Linked DNA regions of Mus musculus: regions 1, 3 and 4 are each linked to region 2. Evidence: chromatin contacts called from public Hi-C, HiChIP or PLAC-seq and promoter capture Hi-C data. All regions are on one chromosome and are shown on one strand. Each heading gives the region's core, a stretch centred on a gene start, on an enhancer-like site or on the middle of the called end of the contact. The rest is flanking DNA. Distances are from core to core; before and after follow the strand shown. Region 1 holds the start of Slc16a11 (solute carrier family 16 (monocarboxylic acid transporters), member 11). Region 2 holds the start of Aurkb (aurora kinase B). Region 3 holds the start of Mink1 (misshapen-like kinase 1 (zebrafish)). Region 4 holds the start of 0610010K14Rik (RIKEN cDNA 0610010K14 gene).

Region 1 (2,709 bases), core at 162-2,661, 1.2 Mb before region 2:
CCCAGGGCTGGGGCAAACACCAGGGCCCAGCCAGAGCCTGCAAATGGATAGGACAGGATGAGGGTACAGGCATGGCTTTGCAAACATTCTTTAGCCCCTCTTCTCCTCTGCACGCTCACGCGGACACACACACACACACCGCCTTGTACAGTCCCCTATCCTATAAGAAGTTCCTGTCCCCATTATCACCCCTTAAACATACAGCCACCCCACTCTTCTTACCAGCGAGGAGGCCCAGGCCGAGGTAGAGGTGCAGGAGGCTTCGGGCGAAAGCCGAGAAGACCAAGCCAAGCGAGGTTAGGACTCCCCCAACCATCACCACGGGGCGTGCCCCCCAGCGAGTGCTCAGGGCGCTGCCCACTGGGCCTAGAAGGGGGCGGAGTCAACGAAGACATGCCCCGGGACCCCCAAACTATCCGAAACATTTCTCATTGGCTGTTTTGCCTGGCCTGGTAACTCCTCCCATTGACCTCAAGACCCACTCTTCTAGAATTTGGTTCCACCAGTAACTCTCAGGTTGTCTGGTAATCAAGTCTGCTGTCTCCCATCACTACATCCACGGCCTCTCCACCCGGTGCCCGCCTCCCACCTCGGGGGGCCCCCCTCACTGGCTGCCTGCTGCACGGCCAAGGCCAGGGCGCTGACCCACGCAGTGTCCTGGGCGCTTCGTTCAAAGTGCTCCGCGAGGTCGGGGAGGGCAAGGCCCAGGGAGCGTAAGAGCCCGTAGGAGAGCCCGTTCACGGCGAATGCTGCGGCCGCCACCACCCAGCCCCAGCCCCCGTCCGGGGGTCCGGCCGGCTTGGGGGTCATCGCCGTCTGCTGGGGTGGGGAAACACCTGTGAATGAAGTCTCCACGCCTGGGCCTCCGCTAGGGAGCTGACGTCCCTGAGATCCAGCCTCGGGCTGCTCGCCCAGGGAGGGCACGTCGCCCGGAGCATGGGCGCGGGAACCAGGCCTAGGGATAGAAGTCCTAGGTGCGCGTGAGGTCCTGGGATGGAGGGGCAGCAGGATCCCCCAGGCCAGGGGCTCATCCTTCCCAAACCCTCTTTCTCTTACCCGACCTCTCCCGGCGTTGGGGGTAGGGAAAGGGCGAAGGTGGGTTCGGCCGGATTTTCTCCGCGCTTTCCGCAGAAAGGGTTCTGCGGAGCAGCTAGCCAGCACAGAGATGGAGCCCAACTTGGACCGCTCTCTCCAGTAAACAGAGATCACCACAGGGGCCCAAGCCACCTGGGACACGGGGTGGGGGTGGGGGTGAATACCGAGGGCGGGGGAAAGAGAGACAGCCAATCCACCCAGGCCTGGCTAAGGCCTGACGCCGAGTCCCACGAGGATTGAATTATCCACACACGAGCCCCAGCCCTGGTTGGGGAACCGCGAGGAGTGAGCGTACCTGGTGGCCGCGCCCCGCCTCTCCCCGCGCCTCTCACGCCGCGGGGCTCACACCCACGCACCTGCTGCGCACGCAAGAAGAGCCCGGTTGCACTCTTCGCCCGGCCAACTGCCCACGCATGAAAATAGCAGTGGTCTCCAAAACCTAAATGAGTTCTTGGATTCTCGGATTTGTTGTTGAGGATCCTGTAAAGCTCCAACATCAAATCACTCAAATCACTGGCCTCCAATGGACAACACCAGCATGCCCTCACTAGAAAGGAAGGCGAGTTCTCGGTACCAAGACCTGTGATGTTCCAGGCAGTCTTTACATACTTGGCCATTTCATCCTTACAATATCCCTATGAAGATGGCACTATCCCCATTTTACAAATGTAATAGCTGACCCCTAACCCACCCCAAAGCGTTCAGCTAAAAAAAAAAAAAAAATTGAACTTAGGTTTATACTATCGTGGGAGGATACAGGGAGAACAGACCTAGGAGTGACACAGAGATTGGGGACAGTTGAGGGAAAGAGCTTGGAGAGACAGATTGATGTGAACTGTAGTGGAAAGGACAGAATTCATGCAGAGCCACAGTGTGAGGGTGGCTGGGAATAGCTGAAAGGCTTGGGCAAGATTTTTTTTTTTTTAAGGAAGAATTCAGAGAAATAAACCCAGGTGTTTTTCTTGAAGATTTTAACGAGCAACCTTCTTTAGCAGTCACTATTGCTTTACTTCCGCCATTTGATTCATTTGGTTTAATCATTAAACAATGCCATTGAAATTTCAGCGATTTGCAGGTTGGAGCTTATATCAACCCGTAGCCACGGGATGGCGGTGTTTCCTAATTGATGAGAAAGTATCAGCCTAGAAAGGGAAGAAACGTAGCTGAGAAGTCGTGAAACTGGAAGACTAAAGAGAGTAGACAGACTTTCAGAAGCACATCACTGTGTTTGGGGAAGGCCTCACAACCATTAAAGGAGAGCCAGGCTACCTTCCCATCCCACACTCCCACCCCAGGGAATCAGCGTCCTCCCTCCTCAGTAAGTCTACCCTTTTCTCAGTTCTGGGTTTTCACATAAATGGTTTTTCTGCTGAAATGTCCTAGAACAGAAGACCATGAAGGTGTGAGGCCCTGCCACAGACACCTTAGGAAAGTGGCCTCACTGCATTCACCAGCCAGGAGCTGTCTGTGAAAGCCACCGGAGTGGTGGCGCCTGCAGGTACTCAGCCACCAAGGAGGCAGGGAACAGCTGGCTGGTTTCTTGAGAAGGCCAGTAAGAAGTCTGCTCTCTGTAAGTGGAACCCGGCCAGCCCAAAGGAATGGCTCTCTCCGTGA
Region 2 (2,728 bases), core at 7-2,506:
GATATTTGACCACACTGTGACCCTCGGGGATGACAAATTAGGCCAGGAGAATAAAAGATATGTTTACACTTGGGTCACTTCACTTTCAAAGTTCTCTGAGTAATAGATATTTTCCTGTGATAGTAAATCAGGGTAAAAGTAACAGGACTGCACGCTTGTCAGTTTGACTCAGGGCTCCACAGAGGAGGAAGCTGGGACAAGGAAAGAGATAGACTGTCCAGGATGCTCAGGTCCCACCAACAGGGAACAGACTATATACAGTGAAGGGCTCTTCATCTGGGGGTGGCCACAGGATCCCATCATGTAGCCAAGTGCGTTACGGGTGTGCTGTATTACAGGTGTGCACCACCGTGCTTACTATCTCCAGTGTGGCGCACACGCACGCACATACACACAGCATTTCAAATCTACTTGGATTCTTACTTCCCACCGCTCAGTACGATACATTCCAAAGCTGGAGTGTAGTATGGATGGTACATCAAAACTTGGAAGCTCTGGGGTTTCATACCCAGGGCCGTACATAAATATTTAGATCATTCGGAACCTTTTAAACCGTAACCTTCTATTCTATAATCTATTTCCTGTGTAGTTAATTTTTTCAGACTCGAGAGTGAGATTCACGACCCGAAAGCACGATGATGTTTGCTCAGTCCCAACTATTATTGTACGTGACGAGCAGGCTCAGCTCTACGGAAGCCCTCAGATTCAGGTTGGCAACATCTGCTACGGTAAGACTGCAAGTGATCAGACTGAGTTTTGCAAGCAAATTCTTGAGGCCCACACGTCGGAAACGCTTAGAGTCCGGCCATTTGCAAGGCCAGCCTCTATCTTCATGGACTCTTCTTCCGGGGGACGTGGGGCGGGGAATGTGGCCAGGACCTTACCGTCTTTGAGCCGTAGGGCCACGGGTAGGCGTTCTCCTTCTGAGCCATTCTCCAGGGCGAGAGCGGGAGGGGAGCTGGACAGAGAGGGAAACAACAGCGAAGGCAAGAGATGCAGAGGCAGATCCCCGGGGAGTGCAAGCCTGGGCGGGCAGAAGGAAGCGAGTCAGCACGCAGCCAAGGTCGGGGGTACTCCTGCACCTCTCCTTCCAGGCGGATAGCGGGCACGTGGATCCGCCCAACGGAACCCGATCAGCCCCGTGGACCACTGCAGCCCCCGCAGTTCCCCGCAAAGCCGCAGCCTACGCCACTAGGCGCTCGCACACGGAGAACCGGTTTACCCCGCGACCCGGACGCTTTCGAATCTCCCGCTCTAGGTCCATTGGCTGAGCCGCCACTCAGCCCACTCTCATTGGCTACGTTTTTTGTGATGTAGTCATTGAAACAGAACGAAGGTGTGGCCTAAGAGGCTTCTTTTTACTAGTTTGAAACTGTGTCCCAAGATGTGCACGCTCCTTTTTCTAGTTATAAAAAATTAAATATTTAAATTGGGCGGTGGTGGGGCGCACGCCTTTAACCCCAGCACTCGGGAGGCCGAGGCACGTGGATTCGTGACTTCGAGACTAGCCTGGTCTACAAAGCGAGTTCCTGGTCAGCCAGAGTTACACAGAGATACCCTGGGGGGAGGTAGAAAATAATAATTATATATAAATAAAATATATAGAGTAAACATTAATATGACCGAGTTCTTTCCGAAGACCTTGGTTAAATTGTCTGGTTTCCACGAAAATTTAGATGCTACCCTTAATATGATCTTTGAAAATACAGTCTTTTTTCAGTATCTTTGGTGTATTGCCTTTACAATGCCCCATAATATTCAATTCAAGCAGATGCTTAGGTCTATTATATATACAGACATAATATTGTATATGACACAGTATTTGCATAGGGTCTGTAATTCTCTAGGCTTCATTGATTAATTCCTAGATCACCTAACTACCTAATACAATAAAAATACTGTGAGACAGCAGTAAGACCTAAGTTAGGGAATATGATGCCGGGAAAGTCTACTACTCAATACAGATGCAATCTTCTAGATGGGATGGGTAGAGGTGTAGGTTAGACAGACAGACAGACAGACAGACAGATAACAGTTGAATCTGTGGGTGTATAAATCATGAATTTGGAACTGCATTTCTGGGTTCTCTATCCTACCTGTCTGTTTTGTATTTGGTTTTTGTTTATTCAAGACAAGGTCTCTCTGTCCAGCCCAAGTTGGCCTTTAATTCAGCCCAGGCTGGCCTTGAATTTCTAATTATCTCACTGCACCACTGACAAGCCCAGTTCATTTCTTCCGTTTGTATTTTCTTAAGTATCCTGTTTTCCTAGGAAGAGCTTTCAGCCAGTGGCATGGTCTACATTCCTGGGCTAGGTACACTCAAAATCCACTCTCTTGCACATTTTTTGCTTATGTGTCCTTACTATTTTGTTCTTTAAAATCCTGCAAGGTTTCTGACAGTAGGCTTGTAATTTTAGCACTCTGGAGCCTGAGGCAGGAGGATTGCTAGGAGCTCCAGGCTACAGTGTGAGCTGTTTACTCCAAAAATATATATAAATTAAATCCATTTCCAATTCTATACGTTAGCAATTCCCGATGAATTAGCTCTTGGTTTTTCTTATATTCCTTGAGTCATGGTAGAGATGGCTTCTGCTGGCCAAGTCACACTGAAGCTGGCCACGAGGGGTATTTTCACTACTTTCGTGCTAAGGGCTGATATTTCATGTGGCCAGGAAGTTCATAACTCTTTTGGGACTCCAAAGCTCTGGCATATACAACTTCTGCAACA
Region 3 (2,700 bases), core at 25-2,524, 1.5 Mb before region 2:
TAAGCATGAGGTGGGGAATCCTGCTCTAGCTACACCTACGCCGCCGGTTGGGAAAGCTCACCGGGCATGGAATCAAAACACCACCTGGGAGACAGTCTGGAATGGTTCACCTTGAAATTTCTATGTTGCCCTTAAGACAAAGCTGCCCGCTAGAGAACACTTACAAATGCTGAACTGAAAATTCCGGGAGGAGAGAGAGTAAGTGCCCCACGTGGAACAATAAATGGGTTATTTGAAAGCATTCCTGACACAGTTGTTTCCTCTTAACCGCTTCCCTAATGAACCCCTCCCTCCAACTCTCCTTTGCCTCCACTCCCACTAGTTCCCTCCCTACTGACCTCAGGCAGCGTGTTGTGTGTGCGTGTGTGTTTGTGTGTGTGTGTGTGTGTGCTTGTACATGTATGTAAACATCGTCTTCCGGCCCGAGTTTCCGAGGAAATCCAGGCTTCCCTTCCTCCCACTGTGCACTTGTCTGTCCTCCCAGCCCCACGCGGCTGCAGAGTTAGTAATGTAATATTCAGGGACCCCGAGACCGGAAATGCCTGGGTCTGAAAAGCTGCACTTGAAACACGAGAAAAGGGATAGGGAAAGTGAACGTGGGATGGAGACGTAGGAGGTGTGTGGGGTGGAGCGAGGAGGTGAAATCCGCCCAACTTGCAATTTAGGGGTAGGCGAGGAAGAAAACGAGGGATGAGGGGGAGGCTGAGGCAGTTGCAAAGTCAAAATTCCAGGAGCCAGAAGAGGAGGTGGAGGAAGCAGACATGAGGGCCGAGAGAGGGGGGACACAAGAAAGGCTCTGCAGGTGATGCAGGGCTGTGTTTAGGGACACCAGAGGTGACCCTCAAACGCCTATAAAGGAGGGGACTCGGATCCCAGCAGCAAGGTAGGGGTGGCACGCAAGTGTGGGGGAGGGCAGCACAGGGTGGGGACCAAACTGGCTCCCAGAATCTCCAGAGGGCGAACCCCCGGGCGGCGAGAGCTCGGGGTAAGGGCAGGGGTCGCGGGCGCGAGGCTGGGGTGGTGCTCACCCGCAGGGCAGACAGGTCGATGTCGTCCAGGCTGCGGGCGGGGGCTGGGTCGCCCATGGCCGCCGCGGGGCCACTCACGCTCCGGCTCGCTCACTCCGCTGCCGCCGTCGCCGCTTCTCCCCCATCGGGGGACTCGAGGGGCGGGCTCCACCGCGCCTGCCCCGAAGGCCGGGGAGGGGGAGGGCCAGCGGGAGGACCGACCCAGCGGCTGACAGGCGCTCTCACCCGCGCGCCTGCAACCCGAGTCGCCGGCTGCCCTGCGCACGCGCAGAGCCGACCGTGACGCGAACGCGCCGGGCGCCCCCTCCTGCGGGGCGCCGACACCTGCGCGCAGGCGCAGGAGAGCGGGCGGAGGGCGAGCGCGGACCCAGTCTCGCTAGAGCCTGGAGTGGAAGGAGCGCGACCACCCGCTGGTGCGCGTGCGCATACACCTTCCCTTCCTTTTCCCCCTTTTATTATTGTTGCCTCCTCTCCTCTAGTTCCTTCGTTGATCTTTATTTGACTCCTTTTCTTCCCTTTCCCTCTTTCGTGTGCCCAGCTGCCAATCAAACCACCTACCTCTCGATTTGCGGGGGAAGGGAGGCGGGACCCAACCCCCTCTATTACTAGGGGGGTTGTTATGGTAACTCCCCACGCGAGGGCTGCTGGCCTCTAGATAGGACGTGCTGTCCACCCACCCAATTGCCATGGTAACAGTGGAGCCGCTGAAGGAGGGGCCACTCCGTGAGAACTTGGCTGGAGAAACCACGTGGGAGGGAAGGACGGGGCTACTGTCTGCCCTTTACTCCCTTTCTAGGCTGGAGTGGGGATGTTGGGAGCAGATAGGCACTCCTACTGCACACGTCTGTATCTGCTTCTCTTAGCACAGTGTTCTGCAGGAAAGAACTATCCCTGGAGTTGCTAGTGGTAAAGCAGAAGAAACTGTATCCAATCCCTTCAAATGTTTTTCCAGCTCCTCAGATCTACTCCTGTTGGCACAGCACCTCCAGCCGGTTAGTCTCACTAGAGGATGGGTGAGGCTTTGTAACTATAGACAGACATGTTCTGCCACTGACTAATGTGTTGTCTGACCCTGAGCAAGCAAATTTGCCTCTGGGCTTTTCTTTCTCTATGAAGTTGAGGGGAGAAGGTTCTGAGTTTTCAAGAGCTCTTCCAACACTAACACTCCCTCTGAAAATGAATATAAACATTGCTTAGGTGAGCTTGAATTCTCTGGAGGCTTCTTGGCACATTTGGGTGCACATTCAAACTTGCTCCGGGTACTCTCCTGACTCATTTACCTTGCCCCTGATATGCAAGCCACAATCCCCATTTGGCCTTCCCACATGGCCTCTCTGCCTGGCACCTTCGATTAAATTCTTCATTATCCAGAAGTGATTTTTTTTTCTAAAACTTAAATCTGGCATCATTGTCCTGTTTAAAACGGTTTTCTGAACCCCACCATTCAGGAAGCTGAGGCAGGAGGATTACATTTTCTATTAGCCTGGACTATAAAATGACAGGGGGAAAAAAAAAAAAAACAAAATGAGAAAAAAAAAAAAAAAAAAAAAAAACACCGTTTGATGACTCCCACTGCCTTGTGGGTAGTGATATCAAAGACTTTCAAGATTCTGCTGTTTCTTTGACCTTATGTATATATATTTTTCTTTTCTGGTCTTATGTTCTAATAAAC
Region 4 (2,934 bases), core at 180-2,679, 1.2 Mb before region 2:
GAGGCCTTGCTTCCCCAGGGCCCTCAAGGCCGCCACTTCCAGAAATATGAAGTGTTTCATCTCCATCTGCTCCCATGATAATGACGCGCCTCGGAGAGCTGTTTGCCATATACCTCCCTATACCCAGTCACTCTTCCCAAGGTCCTACCTCACGCCCTGTTCCACATGGCTGAGTCCGAATCCAGATACAACCACCAGATACAACTAGCCCTTTCTAGTTCATCTCTGGCGCAAGTGTTGGGCCAACATTAGACAGGGGAGGAGCCTAGGGAGCGACCAAAGAAGTAAGGTAAGAATTTGACAACCTATCTATTCCTTACTCTTCCAGATAATGCTCGGGATATTTTTCAATGTCCATTCTGCTGTGTTAATTGAGGACGTTCCCTTCACAGAGAAAGATTTTGAGTAAGTGGTCGGGTACTTGGGCGAGTTGGGCGTGGATGAGGAGTAGCATGGTTTGGGTTTATGGGGAGGACACTTCTGAAGACTGGACATTTGTGGCCCTAGGTTGGGGACTTCAAGAAGAGGGCTGCTCTCTACAAAGTAGTTGGGTGGCAGCACGCAGGGTCCTAGTTTCAATCCCCAGCGCGAGAGACAGAGACACAGAAAGGCATGTACTTAGGAGCAGTCTTGCAAGCCACGTTTCCATGGCTACCCAAGCCCACCAGCTTAGATGTGGCCTCTTCCAATATTTTGCCTTCCTGCTCCTTGGTCTACCTCTGTAAAATGGTTACCATGATAGAATTCATTTGGTATGCTTCTTGGGAAGACTAATAGGAGTTAAAGTGCTTTAGCATGGTGTCTGATGCATAGAACTTGCATATTGGATGCTCTGAATGGCTGACATTTCCCTGCTCGCTCGCCACCTTCAGGAACGGTCCTCAGAACATATACAACCTGTACGAGCAAGTCAGCTACAACTGTTTCATCGCCGCGGGCCTCTACCTCCTCCTCGGAGGCTTCTCCTTCTGCCAAGTTCGTCTCAACAAGCGCAAGGAATACATGGTGCGCTAGAGCGCGGTCCGCCTCTCCCTCCCCAGCCCCCTTCTCTATTTAAAGACTCCGCAGACTCCGTCCCACTCATCTGGCGTCCTTTGGGACTTGTGACCCTAGCGAGACGTCATCCCTGGCCCTGCAAAACTGCGCCCAGCCTCTGGAGGAGACCGAGGGTGACCGCGCCCCGTTCTGAACTACAATAAAAAGAAGCGGTTCCCCCTAAGCTTGCTGTCTGTGCTTTCAGGGAGGGGCGGGCCCGGGCTGGAAGGGGCTGAGACCGGCCTCATCGAGGAGTCCGGACCCTCCGACGGAAGTGGAATGAAGCTAGCCGGAAGTGAAGCAACGTCTTCCACCTCGTCTTCCTCCGCGCGGCGAGGCCCCTTGAGTGACTGGGGAGAGGTCGGGTCTCGGCCAATCAGCTGCAGGGAGGGCGGGACTTCCTGCGCGGGAGCCCGAGCGGCCGGCTGCCGGGCTCTCCGTGGTTTCCAGCTCGCGTGGTGGTGGTGGCGGCGGAGCGTCTCCGTGAGGAGGTGCGCGGGGCCATGACGTCAGCGTCCACCAAGGTTCGACCTCCCTCGCGGACTGCGCTCCCTGGCGGCCACGGGAGGGTGGGCCCCCTGCCTGGCTCCCGGCTGGTGCGCGCTGGGCGGGGGGCGGGCGGATCCGAGGCTGGGGTGGGACGGCGCGCTGCCGGCCCCCCGTAATGCTGCTCCGCCCCCAGGTTGGAGAGATCTTCTCCGCGGCCGGCGCCGCCTTCACGAAGCTCGGGGAGTTGACGATGCAGCTGCATCCAGTCTCGGACTCTTCCCCTGCCGGGTACGTGAGACCAGCCTAGGACCTGGACTCCGAGATCAGACGCTTGGACTCAAGTCACAGACACGACCCTCTCTAGAGCAGGGAGATAGAGTAATTCCCCTGTGCCTGGCCCAGCTCAGTGTAGGTGGTAATTGTTGAATTAGTGGATGACAGGTAAAGAGACTACCGAGGCCACAGCCCTCCACTGCAAACCGACAGAATGTCTGCCACCTACCCCAAGCCCTGTGGACTCCCTCAAACTGCTGCCACACATCTTTCAAGGGTTGTGTTTGTAAGGCCCCTACTTGTTTCATTGGTTTCCGTTGGGTTGTTTATGGAAGCTGTTACATGATGAAGTGATGTTTTCAAGTGGCCCTGGATGTAATTTCATGTGGCCAGCGATTTGTCCCCAGGGCTTTTTTTTTTTTAAAAGGAGGTCCTTTTTATGAATCTTTGAAAGGTGCCCCTAGAGACTAGGGGGAAGAGGCTGCTGGCTGTGGACGGAATAGCCTGTGGGCTGGTTCCACACATCCCTCTTCCACTTTTGTTATCACCCTTCTCCCCTTCCGACAGTGCCAAGTGGACGGAGACGGAGATAGAGATGCTGAGGGCTGCTGTGAAGCGCTTTGGGGACGATCTTAATCACATCAGCTGTGTCATCAAGGAACGGACAGTGTGAGGGAGGGTGGCTGGCAGAGAAAGGGGAGGGTGGGCAACTTTCTTCCTCCTGACCCATTGTTCTCTCTCAGAACTCCCAGCTCAGCATCTTTCCTACTTTGTTCCTAGTTTTGTTAGCATTTCCTTGAAGACTGAGAGACTGTCACTGTGGCAGTTGGTCGGAAGATCAGGAAATGCAGTGGTCACTAGGGCCTGCAGAGAACTTTATTTTCATGGTGCCCAGATACTCAGTGGTTGTGTTTGATGATAAGAGTTCCCTAGCTATTTATGTAAATCCTTTGAAACTGGCATGTCCAGGGGATGCATTCTGAACTAATTAGTTGGTCAGGTTCTATGACAGTCTCAGTCTACCTTTATGTCACCACAACATACCTGGTGGTCCTACAAAACCATGCATCTCTCCCAGAGGATCATGAAAAGGGCCTTTCTGGCCACTCAGTTCAGGGACTCCATTCATCTTAATCT

The links. Promoter capture Hi-C pulls out the DNA fragments that hold promoters and counts their contacts. A called contact is a pair of places that touch in the nucleus more often than the background predicts. HiChIP or PLAC-seq counts read pairs in DNA pulled down with a chosen protein or histone mark.
Region 1: an HNF4G HiChIP or PLAC-seq map of pancreatic cancer cells shows a contact between it and region 2. The contact joins the promoter of Slc16a11 here to the promoter of Aurkb in region 2. A contact is called at or near these places in 2 of 39 promoter capture datasets (liver and stem cell-derived epiblast-like cells), 1 of 115 datasets of contacts at active chromatin or transcription factors (pancreatic cancer cells) and 1 of 9 other capture datasets (pancreatic islet).
Region 3: a contact with region 2 is called in a promoter capture Hi-C map of liver, with 7 times the contacts expected there. The contact joins the promoter of Mink1 here to the promoter of Aurkb in region 2. A contact is called at or near these places in 2 of 39 promoter capture datasets (both in liver) and 1 of 484 Hi-C or Micro-C datasets (B cells).
Region 4: a Hi-C map of B cells shows a contact between it and region 2, with 7 read pairs. The contact joins the promoter of 0610010K14Rik here to the promoter of Aurkb in region 2. A contact is called at or near these places in 7 of 39 promoter capture datasets (the C10 cell line, cranial neural crest, fetal liver and 4 more), 1 of 484 Hi-C or Micro-C datasets (B cells), 2 of 115 datasets of contacts at active chromatin or transcription factors (embryonic stem cells and pancreatic cancer cells) and 1 of 9 other capture datasets (liver).

Annotation. Positions count from the first base shown.
Region 1 is chr11:70,212,612-70,215,320 of GRCm38.p6, reverse strand. Slc16a11 (solute carrier family 16 (monocarboxylic acid transporters), member 11) reads right to left here and starts at 1,411. Exons shown (of 5, transcript NM_153081.3): 1 at 1,057-1,411; 2 at 609-819; 3 at 223-366; 4 at 1-37. The coding sequence starts at 810.
Region 2 is chr11:69,044,165-69,046,892 of GRCm38.p6, reverse strand. Aurkb (aurora kinase B) reads right to left here and starts at 1,256. Exons shown (of 8, transcript NM_011496.2): 1 at 885-1,256. The coding sequence starts at 932.
Region 3 is chr11:70,561,455-70,564,154 of GRCm38.p6, reverse strand. It overlaps Mink1 (misshapen-like kinase 1 (zebrafish)), which reads right to left and starts at 1,274. Exons shown (of 33, transcript NM_001045964.1): 1 at 1,029-1,274. The coding sequence starts at 1,085.
Region 4 is chr11:70,236,409-70,239,342 of GRCm38.p6, reverse strand. It overlaps 0610010K14Rik (RIKEN cDNA 0610010K14 gene), which reads left to right and starts at 1,429. Exons shown (of 6, transcript NM_145758.1): 1 at 1,429-1,559; 2 at 1,718-1,812; 3 at 2,365-2,466. The coding sequence starts at 1,539. It overlaps Rnasek (ribonuclease, RNase K), which reads left to right. Exons shown (of 3, transcript NM_173742.3): 2 at 329-405; 3 at 873-1,220. The coding sequence ends at 1,014. It overlaps Gm40191 (a long non-coding RNA gene), which reads right to left and starts at 332. Exons shown (of 3, transcript XR_879979.3): 1 at 149-332.